2 separate regions of the Mus musculus genome follow, and region 2 is linked to region 1. A link is a contact called in public HiChIP or PLAC-seq data. All regions are on one chromosome and are shown on one strand. Each heading gives the region's core, a stretch centred on a gene start, on an enhancer-like site or on the middle of the called end of the contact. The rest is flanking DNA. Distances are from core to core; before and after follow the strand shown. Region 1 has its middle 22 kb from the start of Gm25056. Region 2 overlaps Gipc2 (GIPC PDZ domain containing family, member 2).

What was found. HiChIP or PLAC-seq counts read pairs in DNA pulled down with a chosen protein or histone mark.
Region 2: a CTCF HiChIP or PLAC-seq map of the NIH/3T3 cell line shows a contact between it and region 1, with 8 read pairs. The contact joins two enhancer-like sites. A contact is called at or near these places in 1 of 15 datasets of contacts at CTCF or cohesin (the NIH/3T3 cell line) and 2 of 9 other capture datasets (adipose tissue and liver).

Annotation. Positions count from the first base shown.
Region 1 is chr3:151,946,808-151,950,219 of GRCm38.p6, forward strand. No RefSeq gene overlaps it. Among named protein-coding and RNA genes, the nearest start is that of Gm25056, 22 kb to the left of the region's middle. Within about 2 kb of position 1,409, at least 9 of the 459 cell types and tissues checked have an H3K27ac peak or open chromatin away from gene starts, as enhancers often do. A contact at or near this core is called in the NIH/3T3 cell line, where this site is marked.
Region 2 is chr3:152,113,384-152,117,095 of GRCm38.p6, forward strand. The region is part of intron 3 of Gipc2 (GIPC PDZ domain containing family, member 2); the gene reads right to left. Among named protein-coding and RNA genes, the nearest start is that of Gm40179, 8.1 kb to the left of the region's middle. Within about 2 kb of position 1,593, at least 168 of the 459 cell types and tissues checked have an H3K27ac peak or open chromatin away from gene starts, as enhancers often do. A contact at or near this core is called in the NIH/3T3 cell line, where this site is marked.

The DNA of each region.
Region 1 (3,412 bases), core at 159-2,658:
TGAAATACATGGACTCAGTTCTCTGCCGAGCCAGTTCCCCTCTAAACAAACTCCAAGGTCACCTTTAGCCCCTCTTGGAGGCCTTCTCTAAGCAGCCTATGAACGCCATCCAGTTTTGCTCCCTCAGCCTTCCCTGTGCACTCTGCATGGCCCACACCCTTAGCCATGCCCAAGCCAGGCTGAAACAAGTTGGGTTTTTTGTTAATTAACTTTTTCTTGAGATTATAATATAATGAATGCGTTCACCCTCCCCTTTCCTCCCACCAAACCCTCCATATGCCCTTCATTGCTCTCTTTCACATTCATGCCCCTTTCTTCACTGATTGTTACGTGTGTGTGTGTGTGTGTGTGTGTGTGTGTGTGTGTGTGTGTGTGTATGTATATATATATGTGTGTGTGTGTGTGTGTGTGTGTGTGTGTGTGTATCCATGTGCTTGCTCAATCTGTATAATGTCACTCAAATGTTTTCAGGGCTGACCGTTTGATGTCAGATAGCTAACCAGTATGCTCTTCCCTAGGAAACACTCCTCCTCCTGCTCTCAGCATCCTTGCCTCCCTGTGGTTCTTTGTATAGAGTTGAGGCCTCCTGGGCCTTCCCCACCACATAGGCTTGTCTAGTGTTGTTTCCTTGTACAGCTCATGTTTTGACAGTCATATTGGTGAGGGTTTATGGATATGGCTCCTGACATTACTAGGAGACACAATTTCATGGTAAACTCCCTTATTTTCTGTGTCTTAAATTTTTCCACAACCCCCCCCCCACGATGATCCCTGATCCTTGAGTGCAGGTGTTGAATTGTAGATAAGTCACTTGGGACTGGGCTCCACCACTCTGCATTCTGATTGCTTGTGGTTTTCTGTAATGATCTCCATCTGTTCCAAAGAGGAGTTTCATTAATGCAGAGTAAGGTTGGCACTTACTGTGGGTATAAGTGTTGTCAGGGCTTGTATTAGTATAGTAAAACTGTATGTGTAGGTTTCCCTCCAAGATCCATCACTTCACTAACTCTGGTGAGTTCACTAGGTTTCCACCACCAGGAATTATTTCTCTCTTGTTGAGCAGGCCTTGAGCTCAGTTACAAAGCTGGTTACTGTCAAGGCATGATGCATGTCTACATGCATGATGGAAGGGTTATTATGCCTCTCTGGTCATTGCTGTGGTTTGTAGGCTTAGATTTGTCGAAATCTACTTTATTAAGGGTTCTCAAATGCTTTGACTCATTGCTTCTAGTCCAAATGTAAGGGAGAAAAGATGGTAACTAAGACAAGGGGATACAGAATTGTTTAGAAGTAGTTCTTTGGGCTTATTCCAATCTCTGTTGTCAGGACACCAACAGTCCAGCTTAAAGGTGTCAGCAAACACAAATCAGCAACAGCAGCACAATTCAGCAGAAACCACCAGGCCTCTGCTGAATCAGCATGAGTCATCAGGAGTGACCAGAACCTGCAGAAATGCCAGGAGTTCTCTACCATGCCTCTCTCAGTAAGATGAAGATCAGTGAAGATTCAAGGCCAATGAAGCCTTGCACAGCTAGCTATGCAAGCTCCCCATCACTGTCTATTGAGTCCTATTTATACTCTCCCCAACCATCATGAGTCCTCTCTTGGGTCTTGCCTCAGCAAACTATCATGTGAGTCTGCACCACGTGACACAACCAGAAACTTCCCCTTCAGTAGTTCGTACGAATCACAGCTGGGTAAGACTCTTGTTTAATTCCCTCCTTTGTAAATTTGTCTGGTGTCTCTGGTACCTACTGTAAAAGTTAGTCCTCAGAAAGGAGGCTGTCAAATCAGTTCCGGATCAGGGGCTTCCTGGTCCTGTGTCTGAAGTGCGTGATGTCTTCAGCAATAGGAACATACCTTTTACTTTTGGGAGTAAGGTACAACCAAAGACAATAGCAATAGCCTGTTACATTTGGGGATTCTTTTACATAACACTGGCTAAAAACTCAAAGTAGGGTTTCTCATGACTGGTGTTAGGTTTTTTTGTTAGCTGGTCATTGTCTTTTGGAGGGAGCATTGCAAACCAGATGAGAAATTTTCATTTAAGCTATCTGTGTATATTTATACACAAATGTATATGCATGCCTTTTTAGGGCTTTAGACATTCTTACTATTGTATTAGCCTCCGCTCTCCTTCTTCTGTATGTGTCTCTCTTTCCCTTCTTATGTATGGAACCTCCAGCTTAACTGTAAATACTTGAATTCTGGGATTATTACTAAGATGTTGAGTTTTAGCCACATTCAACTTTCTAGCACACTGTTGATTACAAAGTAAAGCTCAGCATAAGAACTTAATGTCTGAGATAAACAGATGCATTTTGTAAGTCATTATAACAATTATTAATATTTTAATGACACATTCACTTATTACACACATACTAGAAAAGGAAATAAAGCAAACATGTCCCCATCAGAGCTTCTACAGAGATAAGTGTTTGCAACGTGGACCATATCTCTTTAAAACTATCCCACTTTAAAACCTTTTCCTTATCCTTTTACTTTTTCCATTATTTTGCCTCAAAATCAGGTTACTATTTTATAAGAGAACCAGCCAATAGTACTTGACCAGTGGTTCATCCCTATGGTCAACTTGCCCGGATATAAAGCCACTTTGGAATCACATCTAGACATGTCTGTGTGGGTGTTCCTAGACAGGTGTAACTGCAAAGAGGAAGACTCACCTTGAGCAGAAAAGCACAACTTCAACCATAGATCCCATATTGAATAAAAAGAAAAAGAAGGAAAAGCCAGGTGAATACAAGAGTTCGTTTCTCTCTGTTCCCTGTTCTGACTGGAAAATGAAGACCTAGTCATACCCTCCTACCATCATACACACTTCTGTGTCCTCCTCACCATATGGGTTGTATGTGCACTTTTGTCAGAGACTTTGTCATAGCAACAACAACAAAAAAAAAGACAAAAAACAAAAAAACATAAATAATACCATCATGATAAGTAGAATGTGAATTCTAGTATTTGAGTGTGTGGGTGACTGTCTCCATACGTGTGCAACTTCTTTTTCCGATTCTACATTTCTTTGATGATACTCAACGATTCTCATATCCTAATCCCTAGGGTTTATACCATGCTATGCCACATGGCAAATTAAGTTTACAGATGAAATAACACTGTTAACCTTGAGATAGGGAGAGAGTCATGGATAACATGAGTAAACGCATTGTAATCCAAAGGACTTTGTGAGTCAAAGATGGAAGATGCAGAACAAAGCCAAGAATGGGGAGGCGTGGCCATTGTCCCATCTACTCAGAGGCTAAGGCAAGAGGCTCTCTGATCCCAGGAGTTTGAAATCAGCCTGTGCAACATAACAAGACTCCCCTCTCAAAACCATGAGAATGGACAGGGAGACAGACAGGGAGAGGGAGAGAATAAACTCGATAGCATTATGTGA
Region 2 (3,712 bases), core at 343-2,842, 170 kb after region 1:
TTCTTCTTACTTACCAGCTCAGGGTGAGCTGCTGGAATTCATTATATAGCACAGGCCTGCTTCAAACTCCAATGATCTTCCTGCCTTGGCCTCTTGAGTACTGTGATTACAGACATGAGCCACCAAGCCCAACTGCCCTGACCTTTTGGGACATCTATGGGGACTTTCCACTGAGATCTGACGGCCCCCATGGTACACTTGGTTTTCACACAACGTCATAGCTTACAGTCATGTTCTAATGGCCGTGGCTAATGGTTTACCCTGTACAGCAATCGCCCTTTGGTCAATGTGCACCATGGCCCACAGGCAGTGATTAAAAGCATGGACTGTAGACTCTCAACTAAGCCAGCATCCTCGGAGCTTGCAGCTACAGCTTGAGGAGTAAAATCCTTATCTGTAAGCAGAATGTTGTCTACAGGGCTGAGCAGGCTCCCACAGAGCGAATGCATGGAGGACTCTGGGCCGGGCAGCCTACACCTACTAGCAGACTGCTGTGGCTGCCCAATGGTTGAGAGAGGGTGAAGGGTGACTGGGAGTGGGAAGGAGGGAGGGAGGCAGAAATGGAGGGAGGGAAGGAGGTGGGGAGGGGGGGAGGGAGGCTCTTCACTCCCTCCAGAACAAAGCCATTCACACTCTTTCTGAAAATGGGAAACATGCGAAGGTCCTTCTTCATAAGTTCAAAAAGTTCACTCCAAACATCAGAAGCACAGGCCTCTCTCCCTCTGTCTCTGTCTCTTTGTCTTCATTCGCATATATTTTCACCCCTCTCAAATAAAGCCATATAATGGCTCCCTTCAATTGGGAGTAGCAGTAGATAAGCCTAATAGGGTTCCACTCAGAGTCCCCAAAACAGAGAGATGCAGCAAAGCCTTCACAGATGCTCCACACAGGAGATCCTCTAGAGGCTGTCCCATTAGCAGGAGGCCTTGCAGGGGAAGAACAGTGCTGTGGAGAGCCAGGGTGATGGATGTAATCCCAGAACTCTGGCCTCTGCCCCCTCCATCCCAGAAAGGGAAACACAGCCCTCCCCTAACCTGCCTCCATCTTGAGTGGGACGACAGAGCTTGGCAGAACGTTGCAACAGACTCCAAGCTGCAAATCCAGGGATGCTTGCCGTCCCTGGGTTCCCAGAACAGACAGATCTCAGGGACTGACAAATACAAGCCAGGTTCACTAGGAGCAGACCCTACCACCGGTTTATCCCACAGGAAGAGAGTGGTTTTACACAGCATTGAAACCAACGGGTGTCATTTTATAGAACTGCTGTGTTAACTCTACAATCTTGCGATTATTTTTAATTATGCACATACACAAACGTGCATTGAGTATGTGTGTGTGTGTGTGTGTGTGTGTGTGAGAGAGAGAGAGAGAGAGAGAGAGAGAGAGAGAAGGGGGGGGTCAGAATCTTCCTTTAAAAGTGGTGTCTGAGCAGACACCCAGCCACCAGGGGTAAAGACGCGAGATGACCACAGCCAACGGCAGAGAGGACTGAACAGAGCAGAGGAGAAACCGGTCCAGCCCATGAGTTCTGCAAAGTCAAAGACTTCAGAAGCAAGGAGAGGGCAGTTGCACAGTCCCGCCCAGCCGGGTGACTCTGCGCTTTCTCTCTCTGGCCTGCCTGGGATGATTCATCTAAAACTTCCCTCCGACTGCTGTGAGCCCTGAGCTGCTCAGGATACTTGGCAGCAGATCAAAGGGCTGGGCATGAAGGGCGTTCCCTTGGGCCAAGGCTCTAAACTGGGAGTTAGCAATTATGTCTGATGCATTCATGAGTGTTATGCACATACGGTGCTTGTAGCTTTTTCTTTTTTTAACTAGTTGACAACTTTTTGGTTATTGGTTTGTTTTATTTATTTATTTATTTATTTATTTATTTATTTAGAGACATGGTCTCATGTAGCCCAGACTGGCCTTGAACTTAATTTGTAGTCAAAGGTGATCTTGAATTCCTGATCCTCCTACATTCAGCTCGCACACGATGAGATTACAGGCTGAAGATTCTTAAAGTCCTGGTTTATGTGGTACTGGGGACCGAACCTAAGACTCCGGACATTCTAGGCAAACACTCTACACCCCAACCGCACTTCTATCTCTCTCTCTCTCTCTCTCTCTCTCTCGATGGGGATTGTACTCACTACAAAGACCAGTCTAATATCAAAGTCAGAGATCTGCCTGCCTCTACCGCCTGAGTACTGTGGTTCAAGTGCTTGCAACACCATACCTGGCAAATTTTTGTTTTCAATAAGGGTTTACAGCTTGCTTAGAAAGAGTCCCTATGTTGGTAACCAGCTGAGTCTTCCATTGAAAATATTTAGACCAGTTTTGCTTAGAATTCATCTCAAACATTTACTACGCCCCATTAAAGACAACCTGGCCCTTCATTCATCTTCTTCCACAGAATCATTGTGACAGAATGAGTTATACTGCATTAAACATTAATGACAACCCCATTTTGTCCTTGTAAGCACTTTAAAACCTTGACCAAAACAATGTTCGTCAATGACAGATAAAATGCATTATCGATCTAAAACCCCGAATTTTCCCCAAAGCCCCTTCCACACCCCAAATGCCCATTTATTTTTTTAAGCTTTATTTATTTATTTATTTAATGTATGAGTCCACTGTAGATGTCTTCAGACACACTAGAAGAGGGCATCAGATCCCATTACAGATGGTTGTGAGCCACCATGTGGTTGCTGGGAATTGAACTCAGGACCTCTGGACGAACAGTCAGTGCCCTTAACGGTTGAGCCATCTCTCCAGCCCCCATTTCTAATGTTAACACCATTCTTTCATTCAGCCTTCCAGGACAGAAACCTCAAGAGTAAGGGTGAGTTATGGGCTTCCCTCCCATAGGCCTAGGTATCCAGCAAGCCAGCTCCTACCTGCGCCTACCCCTAAGAGTGTTAAGGAGATATTTGAAGCGGTTTCTAGTTAGGGTGTGACTTGGCCCTTAGCACATACCTTTAATCCCTCGGGCTGGAATGCAGACACACACCCTTAATCCCAAACATTGAAGGAAAGTTAGTTTGTAGAAGGAAGCACCTGTGTTTGGAAATGATGTCTAATTGAATAGCAAAGTGACAAATCAGAGAAAGACTTGACAGGGTAGGCTGTGCCTAACTCTCTCAAGAAGAGAGAGGAAAGAGAAGAGACAGTCAGTACAGGAGAGAGAGGAGAGTGCGGCACAGGATATGGCAGAGTTCTCAGAGAGCAGGACAGGAGAGTTGAGAGGGAGAGTGGAGCAAGGGGGGGGGGTGCGCGGGGGTGGGGGGGTGGAGTTTTAAAGAGACAGGTCGAAAAGAGAACAAGCTAGACACAGGTGAAGACAGAACGAAAACGGGAATGAGAAGGAGCCAGAGTAGAAAAGATTGCTAGAGTTGAGGCCATGCAGAGCAACTCAGGGGTCAAGAGGAAAACCAGATTGAATAAGTCAACTGGGAGAGGAGTTTGAGCCACAACAGCTGAGTTGAACCAGCCAGCCAGAGTTCAGAAAGAACTAGGAAGGGGTGACCTTATCCAGCAGCGAGTCTCAGAGGCCGGAAACATCCTAGGCTGGAGTGGAGTGTACGGAGGCTGGAACCTCCCAGGACTGGGTTAGCAGACTGAGGCAGGACACCTCAGAGGTGACAACTTAGGAGAATGAGAAATCCTTTTCTGATGAATTGTTCCTCTTTCCTTCCTTAGAATGCCCACTGCTGCTCAAGAATGC